2 separate regions of the Mus musculus genome follow, and region 2 is linked to region 1. Evidence: chromatin contacts called from public HiChIP or PLAC-seq data. All regions are on one chromosome and are shown on one strand. Each heading gives the region's core, a stretch centred on a gene start, on an enhancer-like site or on the middle of the called end of the contact. The rest is flanking DNA. Distances are from core to core; before and after follow the strand shown.

Region 1 (4,165 bases), core at 571-3,070:
ATGGGGAACCGCCCTGAGGGACAGCACTCTCACAGACAATGTGTGTGTGTGTTTTTTTAAATTATGCATATTGGGGTTCTGCTTCTTTGATATGGAAACTGAGTTCTGGTTCAAACTGCATTATTGTATTTACAAGGCCTCTCAGGTCTATGACACACAGCAGTTGGGACAATCCTCCACATCAGCCTGCAATTACGTGCTTCGATGCAGGTTAACATCTACGCTGTTGTTTATCTGCCTCAGAAGTCCTCCATGGTGCCGCAGGCAGAGACACTGGTGATTGTTAGAGGAGGTGAGGGCCTGAGAGGCGGGATGCGCCACGTCAAGGCTGCCAGCTGACTAGAGGAACAGCTTTCACTCCAGCAACACTTTCCACTTCAGAAGACTCTGGGGGCTCAGGTGACCTGCAGTGAATTGTAAGTTTGACACAATAGCAATCTGAGGTAACACCTTGTCTCAGCTCTGTGTGAGGCTCACCCTCCATAGTCCTTCAGGCCAATTGTCTTAGATAGGGTTTTGCTGCTGTGAACAGACACCATGACCATGGCAAGTCTTATAAAGGACAACATATAATTGGGGCTGGCTTACAGGTTCAGAGGTTCCATCCATTATCATCAAGGTGAGTACATGGCAGCATTTAGGCAGACATGGGGCTGGAGGAGGTGAGAGTTCTACATCTTCATCTGAGGGCTGCTAGAGGAAGACTCACTTCCGGCAGCTAGGACTAGGGTACTAAAACCCACACCCACAGTTGACACACCTCCAACAAGACCACATCTACTCCAACAAGGCCACACCTCCTAGTAGTCATGCCAAGCATATACAAACCCATCACACCAATTAACTCCAAACCCCTACTTTAATTTTGATTTCCTAAAAAGCTCCTGCTTTCACGCATTCTTCATCCTCCCATGTAGTCTTTTAAACACAAAAGAAAATAGAGTCTTGTGCCTGTATATGTTTCTTAAGGAAGAGGCAAGACTATGACACAGAAGTAGAGTCACCCTGTACTTCAGCTCCCTCATCTATCAAAGTGATGTCCTCCCAACTTCATACGCTTGTCCTAAGAAGACATGTTTGCCCTAACTGAGCCACAAGGTCACCCAATGAAGCCAGGTCCGATCCTACTAACGTCAGGAAAGGAAGTGACCTCATACCAGTCTTAATCTACTGTTGGCTTTTTCCTCTTGTTAATTCATTACACTATCTACCTAGCTTTCTACTCAGGGAGAGTGCAGCAGAATTGTCGAGCCGACCAAGTAAATTTAATAGAGATAAGATAATACACATTTAAAAATAAAATCTAAGCTGGGCCTGGTGGCATAGACCAGCAACCCTAGCACTCAAAATGATACAGGAGGATGGGGAATTTAAGGTCAGTCTACAACACATAGAAAATTTGAGACCAGATTGGGCTACATGAGACCCCTGTCTCAAACAAACAAATTGAAATAAAATTACTAAGATGCCAGGATACTAGCTACTCAAGCAGTTATACCGCTCTTGTTTGTTTATGCATGCAACATAACATAGGGGGGGAGGGGGGGATGGAGACTAACTGTATCCTCCCCAACTTCATAACATGAAATCCTGTCTGTCAACCCGATGCTATTCCCTGGGGGCTCTGGAAGGTAATTAGGGTTAGATGAGGTCATGAAGGTAAGGCTCACCACGGGATCAATGTTCACCTGAGACAGAAGTGGCCATTGCAAGCCTAGGTGAGAGATCATGGCAGAAATGCTGCACTCTCCACTCACATCCCCAGTGCTTTTGGAACACAAGCTTCAGACTTGGGCTAAAGGACAGACTTCCTTATAAAGACAGAACTGAGCCAGGTGACGTCATCTAGTCTGCAATCATGCCAACCACTGCCTTGTTTACTTTTAAGTATTCTTAAGCAAACAAGTCTATATTTGGGAGATCACCAAGTGCTTAATTAACTTATAAGCACCAACTCCCCAAACCTACCATGACTACCTGTCTATCCACCTCCATATTAGCACAGGCCCCTTCTCGGCTTCTCCTCAAAGGCCAAGGACATCATCTCCACTGCTCTCGCCTTCCCGTGGCAATGTTTGCTTTGACTTGAGTTCTCAAATATAGAAGTATTTCAAGCACTCTATTGACCCAGGTTAGAAAAATCCTGAAGAACTCCAAGAGGATTAATATGGGAAAGTGCGAGAAACCCCAAAACCACAAAACAAACTTCCCCTGGGTTTCAGTCACTCGCTGGTTTCAAAGAAGGTTGCTGGTGAATGGTCCCGATCAGAATCATTTACTGCAGAAGGTAAATGAATATATTCATTTTAATTCATTCCTACTACAACATTAAGAACAGTGAGCCCCAGTATTCACTGAATGAAGTCACCAGAGGAATAAAAATTAACTAAAGATGTACTGTGTGCCTACACTCAGACAGACTTAGGAATTCATTGCTTCACGCTAATTTCCCTCTTGGTATTTCCAGGCCCTAGCTCTGTTACACAGGTAATGCTTATCAGCAGTATTAGTGCAGCATGTGCTATCACCGTCAATGCAATGATCTTGGGCCTTCCTTTTTACTAGAATGTCAATCTAACTTCTGCAATCCCACCCAAGAGGGTCTATGGAAAATTATAATTAACAGATTTATTCTATAAGCAGTATAATTAGCTGAGAGCCCATTCAATGAATGGCTATAGTTAAGGTATTTTATATATCACAGTAGTTTCATTTGAAATCAGAAGATTTACATTATTGGGCCAATATAAATAGCCAGTAGCCCCAGGTTCTATGCCAAGCCATGGGCATAGACTATCTCATTTTACCTTCATAGCAGGAAATACAAAAGGCTCTGAAGAACCAACAGCTTGCTAAGGTTGGAAAGTCAGTGTGTAGCAGGGTCATTACTTTATTCAGAGATTTCAACATCCGAAAAATCTCCTAATGAGTCTTTCCCGCTGCTGTGTACTAGACAGAAATCTGAAAAACATTTGCCAGGAGGACAATAAAAAAAAGCAGATTAATGCCAGGAAGGTATTTTCTATAAAAGAGCCACCAACAATAATAACTCAAGGAGGAAGGAGGAAAAAAAATCAATTTAAACTTTGTTTTTAATATGACAAATCAATGAAAAAAATGTTATGCTTTTGATTTTTATATTAAAAAACCAAACAGTATATTAAAAATTACATGGCCGTAGATTAAAATTGCAGATGACATCACTACAAGATACCACAAAGCTTCAAAAGAAATCGTCTCATTTCCAACTGAATAAGAAGTATTACCCTTTCCAACTGTGGCTGAGGTAGTTCTACTGCTGGTGTGTAGGAATACTGACTGACACCTGCCCACAAAGGTGGTCTGGAGAACCTTCTAGGATCCCACAAGAGCCACTTGCTGGGCGTCTGAGAACAGAAGCTGCCAGAATGCTTTCTTTTTTCTTTCTTCATTTATCAGTTCTTTGAGAATTGCATAGCGTGTGTTTTGATCATACCCACCCACACTCTTTTCAGATCCACACCCCCTTTCTTACCCACCCAACATTACACCCTCCATTTTTTGTTAACATACGGAGCACAGTTTGTGTTGCCCGTATACTCTTAGATATGTGACCTTCACCACGAGAGAGTAGACAAACCATCAGGGGCCACACCCTTCGTTAAAAATACAATGAATCTTCATCTACCAGAACTATCAATTTGCTGATACCTAATGTCCACACACACCTCTGCCCTGCACGCTGGTATTTCATCTGGCCTTATAGTGTGCACAGGTTGTGCAGGCTACTTCCACTGTTGTAAATTTCATATGCACAATGGCCCTGCAGTGTCCAGAAAACACTGTTATATTGTAGCCATGCACCACCTCCAGCTCGTACAATCTTTCTGTCCCTTCTTCCAGAATGACTCCTGACCCTTGGGAGGAGGGGTGTGTGTGTGTGTGTGTGTGTGTGTGTGTGTGTGTGTGTGTGATAAAGATGTCCTATAAAGCCGAGCACCCCACAGTGTCCTATTACCTGCACCCTGAGCTTGTGGGTCTCTCTGTCAATCACCATCTTGGGGGGGGGGGGGGAGTTTGGAGAAGCCACCAGGTACAATACTGTATCCAGTATCCATTTTGCAAAGTTACAGCAGCGGGTTCTAACCTAGGGCTGTGACCTGTCAAGGGACAGGTGCAAGGCCTC
Region 2 (4,165 bases), core at 1,077-3,576, 180 kb before region 1:
AGGTAATGACATGATTTATTCCTGTGAAGAGGGCCTAAAAATGCATCCTAGGTGAAGGCAAGCATTAATGGGATAGCTTCTCCCGAACACCATCTGGTGAGAGAGTTCCTAAGGCCGATTTGCTCCACCAGTCATGTTCCTGGCAGAGCATCCCTATGTGTGTTTGCTTTCGAATATTTGGGAAACAGCCAGGATGGGCTATATGTTCTTCCTTAGTTATACCCAAGCATAACAGAAATGAAAAGTTGAAGATAACATTCTGTGTGCTGTTGGGATCTCCTGAGAAGATTTCCCTTTTGTTTATCTCCTGGAATCATTTGAACAATACCTCTCTTCAACCCTGCTCTGGAAACAGTGATACTACACAGTTTGGGTCCTAAAAAATTGTATCCTAAATATAGAGCTCTGGGAAAGCAGATGTTGCTGGAGAGAGTGTGTTTGAGAGCAAAATTTTACTTGTTTGCTTTTTTTTCTAAGTAGAGATAAAAGGCCCGGGGTTGAAATGAGCCCTTGTGCCCTGTTCTGTACTTAAAATGGCAACTCAGCTGTGGTAAGACCATCTCACCTCACACAACACAGAAAATGTGGTAATCCACACATGTGCAGGCCCATGAGCACTAGGGGTCACAGTCTGCTGGGTGGACTTCCATGTGAAATCGTTCTGACTACGAGAACCAGTTAAGATCACAGAGAAGTACATGCCCAGATAACAGAGTGAAAATTATATGCGTGTAGCAACAGCCAGGCATTTTTTTCTAGCTGGCTAAGCAAGAAAATTGAAATTGCACGAGCATTGTGAAATGTTCCATATGTAGCATCATTTCAAGAAGGAAACCAGGAGTCTGAGGGGCCACCTACATGTGAAAGAAAACACATCCCAGAAGGAAATGGTCCTCACCAGTCACCCCAGGATGGTTTTCCACTGTTTATCCTCTGATGTTCCACATAGTCCAAGGCTCTATGCGAGGCCTGTGCTATTCCCCTCTGCTCAGGAATGTGACACCATAGGTCCCTATTGTGAGAACTGTCACCTGTTGCAGGATTTTCCCTGTCCAATCACATTAGGGCAGTGGGAGGCCTGTGATTGGACAGGGAAAAGGGAGGAAGAGCTAAGAGACCCAGAGAGAAGGAGCATCTTAGAGTAGGGGGGAACCAAGATGGCTGGGGATGTGAACCCACGTGATGTTTTCCAGCCACAAGTAGCTATGATTTCACAAGGTTAGAAATATTGGGATAAAGCTTTTACCATTATCAATTGGCTCTGAAATTATTGAATTGGCATCTTGTAAACTGTGATATTGTTGATATATAAATCTGATTGGTTAATTAAGCTTTAAGAGTCTTGATTCTACCGAGTTACTGGGTCTTGTGATATGCAACCTCGAGGTTGGTGGTTCCATTTAGTTACTGGAATGTGGGATCCCTGATTACATGAGTTTATGGCTAAGGAAGAACTAGCGGTGCCAGGGACAAGCACCTGATCATAGCAGTGTGGACCAGGGTGGCCGGAGAGTTGGTGGGCTGGCAGGAGTGCAGGAGTGCAGTCTGGCTCATGGAGAGTTGCTAGGTTCATTTTTTAATATTACTCACAACAATCACCAAACTCTCCATTGAATCAGATAGGCTAAACTCAAAGAGCACCACAGAGAGAGCTGAGCAGCAGAGTCCTCACCAGGGCAAAGATTAGATTCTTGTTCTCATTCTCCACCCCTGAAACCTCCCTTAGACTCCCAATTTCTCTGTTGAGTTCACATGCCTAATGGCTTGATACACACTTTTGGAAGATCCACTTGGCAGCTATCAGAATCCCTCCCCTGTGACTCAGGGTGGAAGCTAGCCAAAACTAAAGCTCCTCAATATTTGCCCTACACACCTAACAACGCCCACCCCCTCTGCATTGTTAGCAATGTGAAATCCAACCAAATAATAACAATGTAAGACTATCGACCCACAGCCTGCTATAGCAAGGAAGTCAACCGCCATCACCTCTATTTGAGCAGACACTCGCAAACTTTGAGAGGTGTGGGAAAGTTGTGCAGAAAACGAGGAAGCAACAGGTGTGTCGTGACTGGAGGCTGTTGACAGGGAAGCGACTGGCAGCTGCTGGAACCTGGTGTACTGTAGAGTTGGGTGAGGACACATGCGTTGCATTCCCTGATTTCTAGGTTGCAACTGGAGACAAAAGTTGGGGTGGATGTCAGTTACTAGTCAAGTCCTGGCAATATCAGGTTGGTTGTTACAAAAGTTCCTGTTTGTCTACTTGGAATGTCACTGGAGATGGTGTACGTCTGGCTTAGAGCCACCTGGGCTGGCTAGTGTAGATAAAAGCTTGTGTTCTGTGCAGGCTATGAGTCAGAGTCCTTTTCTGATCATGATCGGGCCACTGTCTCTTGTCTATTCAGCCTCTAGATAATTAGAGTAAATAGGGGATATACCCCTATTTTTTTTAAAGTACTTCCAGAGATAAACATTTATAAATCTGATATTTAAATCCTCTCAACTTGATAAGGAGGAAATGAAGTGAAATGAATTTATCAAGATATTTTTAATAGGATGTTTTATCTACATATACTGGAGTTGCTGTTTTCATACACACATCCAGGGCGCTATGGCCCAGCCCTCCCAATCCCTAGTAACATCTTTGCAGCCGTTAGGTAGGCTTCCTCTCGCTCCCCAGCTTTCCTTGTGAGAATAAACTTTTCTTTCTGTGCCTGCTTTTTTTTTAAAAAAAAATCTTTCATTTATATTTTTGTGTGTTTGTGTGTGTGTGTCTATGTCTGTGTGTGTAGCTGCAGTGCCACATGGTTGTGGCCCACCATGTGAGTGCTAACATTTGAACCTCCACCTTCTGCAAGAGCAGCAAGTGCCCCTAACCAATGAGCCATCTCCTCTGAACTTCTCTGTGTCTGTCTCATTTCATTTAACACAAGGTCGCCCCATTTTATCTATTTTGCTAGAAATTAGAGAACTTCATTTTTTTTTCATGCCTGAGTTATATACTCCATTGTGTATGTTTGATACATCTTACTTATCCATTTGTTTGTTATGGACACTTAGATTGATTCCAGGCCTTGGCTATTTAAACGGTCTTGGAGTAATCATGTGAGATGAGCTGGATCATTTAGCAGCTAAGAGTGTGCGTGTACGTGTGTGTGTTCACTTTTCATCAAGTATACTCATTGTACACTGGTATTGTACTATGTACTGACATTTGTATATATTGTATGTGAACACAATCTGCTTCATACTGCCTCTACTTCCCCCACCCCCACTTCCACGAGAACTCTTATTTCCCCAGATGGTTTTGCTATTTTCATATTGTCACCATCTAGGAGTCTTACCAGTTCATTTTCTCAATGCGTTATAGAATTAAAAGGCAGGAAAAATCCTGAGTGTGGTGGGTAGCTGTGGAGAAATCTCACACACCGTGAACAGAAGAAGACAGAATCCATAGTTAGGAACATGCAGCGGGCATGTGGGAAAGAAAAGAAAAAAAGACCCTTGGCAAAGCAGAGGTGGAAGGGGACTCTTATCTCTTCTCACGGACTGGGGTTCTTAAAGTCTAGGAAGGGTCTTCTCCTAATTTATCCTTGTCCAGTTTGAAGAAAGATTGAATGGTTGATTGGCCCACAGCTGTTGTGTCAAGAGTCTTGATGCAGTCTTGAACTCCAGTCCATAAGCAGGGGCTTACTAATGGATGGAAAAGCCTACAATGTCTTGGTTTTAAGCTGTCTGGCTTTTGTCTCAGGCCAAGAAGGAGCCACCATTTTGAAAGCTTTATCCCCTAGCTACACCCCTCTCCTGTCTGTCTGCCTACCAGGGAGCACATTCTAACTCCTAGTGTCTCAATATCATATAAGCATGCATGGTGTTCCATGTCTATGTGACATCCGGAACCGCTATGAGGGAGCACAGATGTCTGTTGTTCTAAGACCGTCTTGATTAGCTCAGCTGCTTAGCACCAGTTGGATCCAGTTATCCAGTTGGATTATCACCAGTTGAATAGCTTTCTTCTTGATGGCTAAGAGATTCTATTATACACATATGTACCATTTATTAATCCATTACTGTTCTAGTTTCTCTGTGTTATGTTGGCCTTAATCCTTTACAATAAATACTCGGGAGTGGTATGTATAGCTGAGCATATAGTGGTTTTGTTAATGTT

Evidence for each region. HiChIP or PLAC-seq counts read pairs in DNA pulled down with a chosen protein or histone mark.
Region 2: a contact with region 1 is called in a FOXA1 HiChIP or PLAC-seq map of pancreatic cancer cells. The contact joins two enhancer-like sites. A contact is called at or near these places in 1 of 115 datasets of contacts at active chromatin or transcription factors (pancreatic cancer cells) and 1 of 9 other capture datasets (liver).

The regions. Positions count from the first base shown.
Region 1 is chr15:95,808,321-95,812,485 of GRCm38.p6, reverse strand. All of the region lies in intron 1 of Ano6 (anoctamin 6), which reads right to left. Among named protein-coding and RNA genes, the nearest start is that of A130051J06Rik, 5.9 kb to the right of the region's middle. Within about 2 kb of position 1,820, at least 17 of the 459 cell types and tissues checked have an H3K27ac peak or open chromatin away from gene starts, as enhancers often do. A contact at or near this core is called in pancreatic cancer cells, where this site is marked.
Region 2 is chr15:95,987,847-95,992,011 of GRCm38.p6, reverse strand. No RefSeq gene overlaps it. Among named protein-coding and RNA genes, the nearest start is that of Gm41389, 78 kb to the right of the region's middle. Within about 2 kb of position 2,326, at least 14 of the 459 cell types and tissues checked have an H3K27ac peak or open chromatin away from gene starts, as enhancers often do. A contact at or near this core is called in pancreatic cancer cells, where this site is marked.